Regions from separate parts of the Gossypium hirsutum genome. Here all the other regions are linked to region 1. Evidence: chromatin contacts called from public Hi-C data. All regions are on one chromosome and are shown on one strand. The core of a region is the stretch at or near the end of the contact, and the rest is flanking DNA. Distances in the headings are between cores, read along the strand shown. Region 1 holds the start of LOC107893512 (coiled-coil domain-containing protein 22). Region 2 holds the start of LOC107913340 (phosphatidylinositol/phosphatidylcholine transfer protein SFH11). Region 3 holds the start of LOC107895164 (fructose-bisphosphate aldolase, cytoplasmic isozyme 1).

Region 1 (3,171 bases), core at 347-2,846:
GGTTCTCATGCTTAAATTTAAACTAAGTATTAAAATAACCTTATTTAGGCACACAAGCTAATCAACTCAAATCAAGCTTATAAAGCTTCAGCTTGATTTGACAATGACAACTGAAATCAACATTTTTCGGGCTGAACCTGAATAGCTTGAGCATATATGCCTCCTTTACATATCTAGTCATCAGTCCCGTATCTAAATTTAAGCCATTTAATTTTTCCTAAGACACTATCATAGTATAATATTCTAGTTACAAATTAGAAAAATGCAGGTCCTAATTGTAGGCTAATATTTACTTAAAATTTAATGTAGTCAAATAATGCACCTTGGAGTTTGTCTCTTTGGGACAAGTTGAAACATGTTCATCTTTCTGATGTGCAGTACCCTCATGTCCAGATGCACCACTTGAATCCACAAATTCAGCAGTAGACTCACTAAATAGCTCATCCTGCAGTATATCATGCACCCTAAGAGGGTCACAGACAACAGTTGCATCCCCAGCCTTGAACTGGGATGATTCCGATAGTTCATCTACTCTAAGATCTTTCAAGATAGCTTCAACCTTTTGAAGATTCTGATCAACCTCTTCATTATCTGCATTCTTCATAACAGATTCCGAAACTTTCCCGAAGTTATCCTCCTTGAATTTCAGTCTCGGCCCAACATCCCTTTCCCCAGAAAATTTTACAGCTTCAGATGAACTAGAAAGCTTCTCCACCAAAAACCTTACCAACTTATGTAACTCCTCTTCTGATGGATACAAGAACTGCCGTAAGCAATACATATAATCTGTTCTAAGCATAATTTCATAACAATAAGAATAACGATAACCAGAATCAAAGTTTTATTCATGATAGCTTTTTAAAAATTGTAAAAATTTTGTTTATTTTATAGTGCATGAAATACAGCTACAAATCTGCATTTAACCAATATCCAGATTCATCTGTCCCTAAATTTTCCTTCAATAAGAAAAAAGAACCAAACAGATTTTTCCACAGAAAGTATCCTTTCTTTTCAGGGCATAATTCAGCTTAACAAATCATTTCATCCATAAAATTAACTTCTTATCACTATAAACTCCAAAATATTATAAAATTACCTTAAAATCAATATAATTAAACCAACCCCATTCAAAATTCAGCTCCATATTTCATATAATGATTAAAAAAGGTAAGGAAAAAAGACTACCTTGTAATAGTTCATGTCACCGAGATAACCCAGATTCTTAAAAGCTAGTGAGACGTCGGAACAGATCTTGAACTTGTCGGCGACGGAGACAGAATCTTCAACTGAAATGGGGAAGGAGAAGTGGTTTTCATCGTCGTCATCGTTGTTTCCGAGGATGTTAAGTGATTGGCAGCAGAGGGAAATCAACGTCGTCGGAGTTAATTCGCTAAACGACGAAACATTCTCCGGGATCGAAATGCCGAAACTGCTTAAAGATTTTAGCAGAATCTCTTGAGACTCTTCCATATTTTTATTTTTTATTTTTTGGCTTTGAGCAATGAGCAGCCCTGATCCATTAAATTTAGGAAGGAGTACTGTGAAAGCACATACTACTACTAATTAAACCCTGTCGTTTTAAAGTTGGAAACGGATGCGCTGTCGTTTGATCTGATTCAACTTGCTATTAATGGCAGTATGGCACTGTTGTCTAATGGGACCGGACCAGTCGGTCCAACGGATTTAACCGAGAATCTATCAGCATAATGGTTCGGTTGAAAGGATTGAATTAATCTTTGCGGAAATTATTTAAAATCAACGAAAAATAAAAAATCTAGATAAAAAATTATGGATTGAATCGATTTATAAATATTTTAATATTTTAAGAAAAATTTAAATTATTTATTTAATTATTATTAGATAGATAATCAAACTAATTAAATTAAAAATTCGATGATTAAAAATTTGGAACATTGTTCAATACTAATGGGTTAAAATCTTGGTCTGTTTTCCTCTCTTTGAGATGGGTTTGTAATCCTAATGGCCTTTGTATTGTATGAAACATTGTTACTCCTTTTTTTCAAAATTTTTTTTAGGAATTAAATTATATATTTTCACGATAATAAAATATAATTTCATCATTTTAATAGTTTTTATTTTTATAATTTTTAAAGAGTTAAATAATTTTTTTATTATTTTAAAGGTAAAATATAATTTTATCATTACTAATTTAAAATTTTATAAATTATAAAGAGTCTAACTATTTTATAGGGGGCCATGGCCCCCTGAGTCTCTTAGTGGCTCTGCCATTGTCCTTCTCGTTTATTTATAATCTTTTACTTGTGAAGTAACTTTTAAAATTGCTAATAGAATTATTTTTTAAAAAAATAAAATTACAGGAGCAAATATTGTTATGTGTAAATTTTGTTATTTTTCTATGTGAAAGATATAAAACGACAAAAATGTTGGTGTGTAGGGATAAAAAAGAACTCAGGCTTCAAGGTGTGTATCAATGCTTTTTTTTAAGGTTTTATTTGCCCTCACCTATATCATCGTGTGCGAAAGAGTTACTGGCAAATGAACATTAAGAATACAATGAAGCTCAATGATTGTTGACTTTTTGTATTGACAAAATCAATCCACTAAGAATTAAGCAGAGCATAACAAAAATATCAATTTTTATAAATAACTTCCGCTATAATTTTTTATAGAACAATCTAGGAATATTAGAAATTTTAGAAGAATAGTAAGAAACTTTTGATGTGCTTTTGGTGTACCATACAAATGAAATGCCACTCTTATTTATAAGAGTTTTTATCTCTTCTCATAGAGACATAACTATTCAATGGGTACCTATTAGGATAGTCACATATATTAAAAATGAACACACTTATTCATTACATATTACTTGAATAATCATAACTATTTGTTAATAATCAAGTAACATAACTTTTGGTAACAAGAGACATAACTCATGACTATGGATAGTAACAAAACTTAGTTAATAATTAAGTGATAAAACTTTATGATTACTTGTAACTTTCATTTGTAACTATTTGAAGATTATAAATATTAGGAAAATGTTTCAAAAAACATATTCTCAAAAAAATACAATTTACTTTGTAAAGTAAGGACATTTTCATTATTATTTAACTGAAATAGTATTTGATGGAATTATGATATCAATTCAATTAAAAGTATAATATATAGTATAGATGAGTAACTGGTAGA
Region 2 (3,255 bases), core at 22-2,521, 210 kb before region 1:
AGGAAAATCATATCATCGGCATTTTGTTTATCTATAACAATACATATAGCTCTAGATATTGTGTGGCACTTGTAAAATTTTCATCTACAGATTGTATGGTTAATATCAAATCCACAAATCCTTAACTATGATCTTACAATTCGAAAAGATTTAAACTAGCAAGTACCAACTAAGCTTTCCTATAACTCTTTACCAATTTACACAACTATGAAACTTACCCAGAGTAGGATGAATGTTTCAAACCTGCCACATGTATACTAATTTTTCCAAGTTTTTTCCATTTATTTAGAGGGTTTTGAGGGATCACACCCCATTTACTATGTCCAAATGTGTCGTGTATATCAAGAAAAATGAATCAGAGCAACATCGACCATGTAAAACTAGTAAAACAGTTACAACAGACAAAGCTCCGAATCAAATCTACTACAATTTCAGAGAACAAAGAACATTTAACTGAGATAAATCAAGCAAGAGATAGATCAGAACCAGCAAAGAACATGAACCTCCTAAACAATGAAATTGCAAAAAGGCAAGCAATTGGATCAAGTCCACAGCACAAAACCTATTTACTAAAAAAACTTGGCAAATTATTACTAAAGTTATATATGAGTTCCTATTTCTTATCGTCAGCCCCTTATTTCAGCATCCAAGTACAAAAACAAATAAAAGAATCCCCCCCACACACATAAAAAAGAAAAAACTAACCTGAAATGTGTCGTTCAATTGCTCGTCAACTGTAAGTCCAATTTTACAAAAATAAAATTAGCAGAAAGAAAAATTGTTAGTGATTTGCAGATCAAAGGAAGAGAAACCCAAGAAAGGGAAGATAAAAAAAAAAATCAATCTTATTATATACTTAAATCTCACCATTTCCCATCAAAGACAGAAATTGCTTTATAGCTTCCTGATGAGTATTGCTCATTTTGTCTATCCTTTCTAACAAATTAACAAAAAGGGAATATAAAGAAGAAAATTTTTTGTCAGCAAAAACTGAAACTTCAACTAAATAAAGCTCTAGTTCTACTTGATTTCCTTTTCTTGCTCTCTTTATAGCTTAAAGTTAGAAAATTTATGCTTAAGAATCATCAAAAGAGAGAAAAATAAGAAAGGAGAAAACTCTCTTTTTTTTCCAGACAGAAAAAACAAAAATAAAATAAAATTGAAACTAATGAAATCTGGGCGTTTTTGTTACCGGCTGCTTCAGAACATAATTGTTAAAAAGCAACCATAGCTTTATGAAATGGAAAAGAATTTGAATTTGAAGTAATTAAAAAAATAAAAATAAAAATTCATTTTTTAGTTTAAGAAAAAAGAAACTAAATGATCATATTAAAGAGGGGTAGCTACTGCTGGATTCATACGTAATAAATATTAGAATTAATATATAATAAAAAAGGGAAAGTTATTTGTGTAAAAAAATGATGAAAAATTATAGTTTTTTTAATAAAATTATATGATTTTGAATTAAATATGGGAAATAATATAATTAAATTTGTTTATTAATAATAAATATAATTTAAATTATTTTGAGTTTCCCCTCAATCTTTGATTTGCTTTTATCACAAACAAATTTCTAAAAATATTATAAAACAAAACCTTGATTCTTTGATTCATATTTAAATAAATGAATTAAATGGCTAGATTATAAAAAGGTTTTTTGGTACATAAAGATTTAATTTGATTGTATTATTGATTTGACCCATTTATGATAATGCCACTTAATTAGCCATTGATGGATCACCTTCCAATTTTTCTTCTTTTTTATCACCAAACAATATTTAGTATGATTTTGAATCAATAGTCGGTTGGGAGGTCGAATGATGACCGTGATTCATCAGCTTGCCATACAACATTTAAATTAATTATTTATTTATTAAAATTTAAAACTCATAAATACATTTATTTAGTCATTTGTTTAAGAATTGCAAGGTTGTAAGGACGAAATGTTTGACCTTTAAAATATGTGGACGTTTCTATTTCTAAAAGGGCTGAAACTATTGACTAAGTTCCCTAGAGATGATGTCGGTTTGGGCTGCTAGTATTATTCGTCTTCCCATTGGAGTTGTATTTCTATACCACAACCTAATATCATTTGGATTGCTGAACTTATTTCACCCACAAATGCCCACTATACTGCTGCTCACTAATATACACAACAAAATATTTTCATTTTAATATTTTAAAGATAATAATTTCACGAATTCTGAAAATAATATTTTTCATCAACTGAAAATATTTAATTATATTATTCATGAATTTGTTGGTTTCACACTAATCATATATGGAACACTTTTACGTATTATCTCCATTTATTCATAATTTTAAAAAAATTAATCTTTAAAATTTATAAATATTTCTAATATATCTTAATTCAAAAAAATTCAAAATAATATATAAAAACACAAATATCTTTAAAAAATACAATAATAAATTTAAATTATATATTAATACTTATATTAATATGATATACATATAATTATATTAATATTAAATAAACCCGACCTCCCCTCCCATGGAGGATTTTTATATTGATATGAAATAAATATAATTATAATAACAAGTTTAGGGGGGACGGGACCGCGGTGGGGAGGTCCAATAGAGTGGGAGATTTTTATTTTATTTATTATTAATATAATTATGTTTATTTCATATTAATATGAATATTAATATAATATTTGTACATTTTGACAATTAATTTTTTAAAATTATCACTAAATTAATATAATATTTAAAAGTTGAGAGGTAAATTTGTTATTATATAAATTTTTTAACTACTACATCAGCTTGTCGTTTATGATTTTAACAGAAGTAACTAAAATGACCGAATTATATATCGTGGGTGTTTAAATTACAAACTTTTTTTTTATTTTAAGTGTCTAAAATGAAAATTTTATAGTTGAATGAATATATGTGTATTTTATCTTTTTTTTCTTTAAAAAATAACAAACATTATTATAATAATATTTTATTTTTTTGATACTTTTATAGAAAATATGTAAATAAAAATCTAAAAATAAATTTAGTGAATAAAAATGAAATCCAAAATTAATGATAAAGATTTGATAGGAACATGAATAATTTTTTTTTCTACCAAAAATTTTATTTATAATAATTTGTTTCAGACCATATAATGTAATATTGACATATTTATATTTAAAAAATATATATGCATTCATGCCGAATAGAAATATGGAAGGCATATATGTTAGGGATATGAAAAAAGCAAGTAATATAAATGGGGATAAAACAATGCTA
Region 3 (2,939 bases), core at 217-2,716, 230 kb after region 1:
TTAAAAATTGTGCACAGCTGGAATTTGTATTTAAAAGCACCCTGTGAAAATTCAATGATATTTTTCTTTTTCATCCATCTAGGACTAGTGATTTTACATATTGCAACTATTTTATAGGCAATACAGCTGTCAAAGCTATTTCATTACTTATAAGAAAGGGTGTACCGGAATCCAACATCATATTTCTCAATCTCATATCCGTAAGTTATTGTTGTTTCAAGCTGTTACAATTTTCAGTATATTGTGGGGTTCTTCTTTTGAATAATTTAGATTTAGATTTACTTATCATCTTGCTCTACCATCATGTCACTTGATTCCCCAGGCACCTCAGGGTGTACATGTGGTGTGCAAAAGCTTCCCAAGAGTAAAGATTGTGACATCTGAGATTGATATTGGTTTAAACGAAGAATTCCGTGTTATCCCTGGTATGGGTGAGTTCGGGGACCGATATTTTGGAACGGATGATGATGACCTGCAAGTGGTGCCCCCTTCTCAATAGCCTAATTCAAAGTCTTCCCCCTGGCGAAACTACTGTGAGCCGGAGAATTCAACTGAGCATGATTTAGTACATTTTGCGCTTCGCCTAATCATTTTTGAAACAGTTTTGACTTAAATCAGACCTAGAGTCCCATGGTTGATTTCTTTTTTTGTCATTGTTACTCAAACTTGGGTGGGATGTGCCGGACATGGAGATGTTCAATTCTTTTACAGTTTTTCCAAGCATGGGAGAGTCATATCCTTATATCCAAGTTTGAATACATGTCAGAAATAGGCGTCAGATATAAGTAGTACAAAAGAAAAAAAAATTGAAGTGTCGGAACAATAGAGTTGCCATTTACGTATCTTTAACATCTGTTGAGATAATGCTTGAAAATGAGTCTTAAAATACCAGAAAGTTGGAAAGAGCTGACCTAGTAAAACCCTCACATAGAAAACTACTTGCTTTTATCTTTTCCATCGTACTAGGGGGAGTGGCTGAAGGAGGTCCCAACTTAATAAATGATTCAGCAGCCTCCCCAATATGTTGTGTATTTATAAACCACAAATTTTCACTTCGATATAATGAAATTTCATTTTAGATTTTGAGGTTACCAGGAATTGAGCACTGATGATTGGAATCAAGAGTTTTATCTATATTATTTTGGTTATCTTAATAGAAACTTTTCTTCCTTTCTACGCATCATCTCTAATCATCCTTTCTAGCTCAAGCGAGTGAGTTGAATTTAAATATTTTAGAATTCCAACATAAATAATTGAGGCCAAAACTGATTTCTTTTTCTAAATAAATAAGTCTGATAAAATAAATCAACATTTAATTATCTAAAAAAAGAAAATTCAATGGAGTGGAGAATCATAATGAAATTATGTTAGCTGACAGATATATCAAAATCAAATAATAAGTAAGAAAGTTGTCGCCAAACATGTTAAGTTGAGGCCGAGCGTTTGGACCAATTGTTAAGGATGTGGCTAAAATAGAGGAATTGAGTTTCCATCTCTCGTTTGCTCCGATTCCCCCTACTAAACAACAGCTTCAATTGGATAAGCAATTTGCGATTCCACTGCATACACTGTAACCCGGGATAATGCATGGATTTAAGCTGCCACTTGGGCAGGAATGCCATCACTCATTACTTTATCCCACTATGATAATTTTCCATGGGCTATTCTTTTGACACGTGTACCCTACTTCATGCATGGTATCTCATGGATTCCTGCATGCATATTCCTTACCACCTCATCTATATAAGAGTGCTACCCCTTTGGATTTGCTTTTGTATTTTCCTCTTGTTATTATCCATATTATATCTTCCTCTCCACCCTTGAACCATGTCGGCTTTTGTTGGCAAGTATGCAGGTGAGCTCCCGTTTTGGATTTTGGCTTTCGTTGTCTTCCCCTGCATGTTTTATTCCGTTGTATTTGGGGACATGCATGTAAATCCTTAGTGACCACAACACTTGATCGATCCGTACCATAAATGTTCATATTTTTCATTACAGATATGCTATTTTATGCATGATTTTGTTAGTCCTAGCTTTGACTAAACCCTATATGTATATTTTCCCCCAGAGGAGTTGATCAAGAACGCCAAGTACATCGCCACGCCAGGCAAAGGTATTTTGGCGGCGGACGAGAGCACAGGCACCATCGGGAAGCGTCTCTCGAGCATCAACGTCGAGAACATCGAGTCCAATCGCCAAGCCCTCCGCGAGCTCCTTTTCACCTCTCCCAACGCATTATCCTGCCTCTCCGGTGTCATTCTTTTCGAGGAAACACTTTACCAGAAAACCTCTGACGGGAAACCCTTCGTTGAAATCCTCGAAGAGAACAATGTCATTCCAGGTATCAAGGTCGATAAGGGCACCGTTGAGATAGCCGGCACCAATGGCGAGACCACTACTCAAGGGTTCGACTCCTTGGGTGCGCGTTGTCAGCAATACTATAAAGCTGGTGCGCGTTTCGCCAAATGGCGTGCAGTGCTCAAGATCGGTCCCAACGAGCCATCCGAGTTGGCTATCCAGCAGAACGCGCAGGGGTTGGCTCGTTATGCCATCATTTGTCAGGAAAATGGGCTCGTCCCCATTGTTGAGCCTGAGGTGCTAACTGATGGCCCTCATGATATTAAAAAATGTGCCGCTGTCACTGAAACCGTGCTTGCCGCTGTTTACAAGGCGCTGAATGATCACCATGTTTTACTCGAGGGCACCCTTTTGAAGCCCAACATGGTCACTCCAGGTTCTGACAGCCTAAAGGTAGTGTAAAAACCCATATGTTATCTCATGTATACGATCAATGAAATTCCTATATTATACTGATGTCTGAAAAACCATGTACCGATTCACCACAGGAGGCACCAGAGGTGATTGCGCAATACACAGTAACCGCACTTCGCCGAACCGTTCCACCAGCAGTGCCAGGGATTGTGTTCTTATCAGGAGGC

What was found. A called contact is a pair of places that touch in the nucleus more often than the background predicts.
Region 2: a Hi-C map of leaf shows a contact between it and region 1, with 1.9 times the contacts expected there. The contact joins the promoter of LOC107913340 here to the promoter of LOC107893512 in region 1. A contact is called at or near these places in 5 of 34 Hi-C or Micro-C datasets (all in leaf).
Region 3: a contact with region 1 is called in a Hi-C map of leaf, with 2.1 times the contacts expected there. The contact joins the promoter of LOC107895164 here to the promoter of LOC107893512 in region 1. A contact is called at or near these places in 2 of 34 Hi-C or Micro-C datasets (both in leaf).

Annotation. Positions count from the first base shown.
Region 1 is chrA13:91,889,905-91,893,075 of Gossypium_hirsutum_v2.1, reverse strand. It overlaps LOC107893512 (coiled-coil domain-containing protein 22), which reads right to left and starts at 1,596. Exons shown (of 6, transcript XM_016818528.2): 1 at 1,186-1,596; 2 at 323-763. The coding sequence starts at 1,470.
Region 2 is chrA13:92,096,193-92,099,447 of Gossypium_hirsutum_v2.1, reverse strand. LOC107913340 (phosphatidylinositol/phosphatidylcholine transfer protein SFH11) reads right to left here and starts at 1,271. Exons shown (of 11, transcript XM_041085253.1): 1 at 868-1,271; 2 at 706-734. The coding sequence starts at 922.
Region 3 is chrA13:91,657,698-91,660,636 of Gossypium_hirsutum_v2.1, reverse strand. It overlaps LOC107895164 (fructose-bisphosphate aldolase, cytoplasmic isozyme 1), which reads left to right and starts at 1,466. Exons shown (of 3, transcript XM_016820415.2): 1 at 1,466-1,855; 2 at 2,069-2,751; 3 at 2,847-2,939. The coding sequence starts at 1,828. LOC107895166 (uridine kinase-like protein 3) reads left to right here. Exons shown (of 15, transcript XM_016820420.2): 14 at 118-200; 15 at 323-1,091. The coding sequence ends at 499.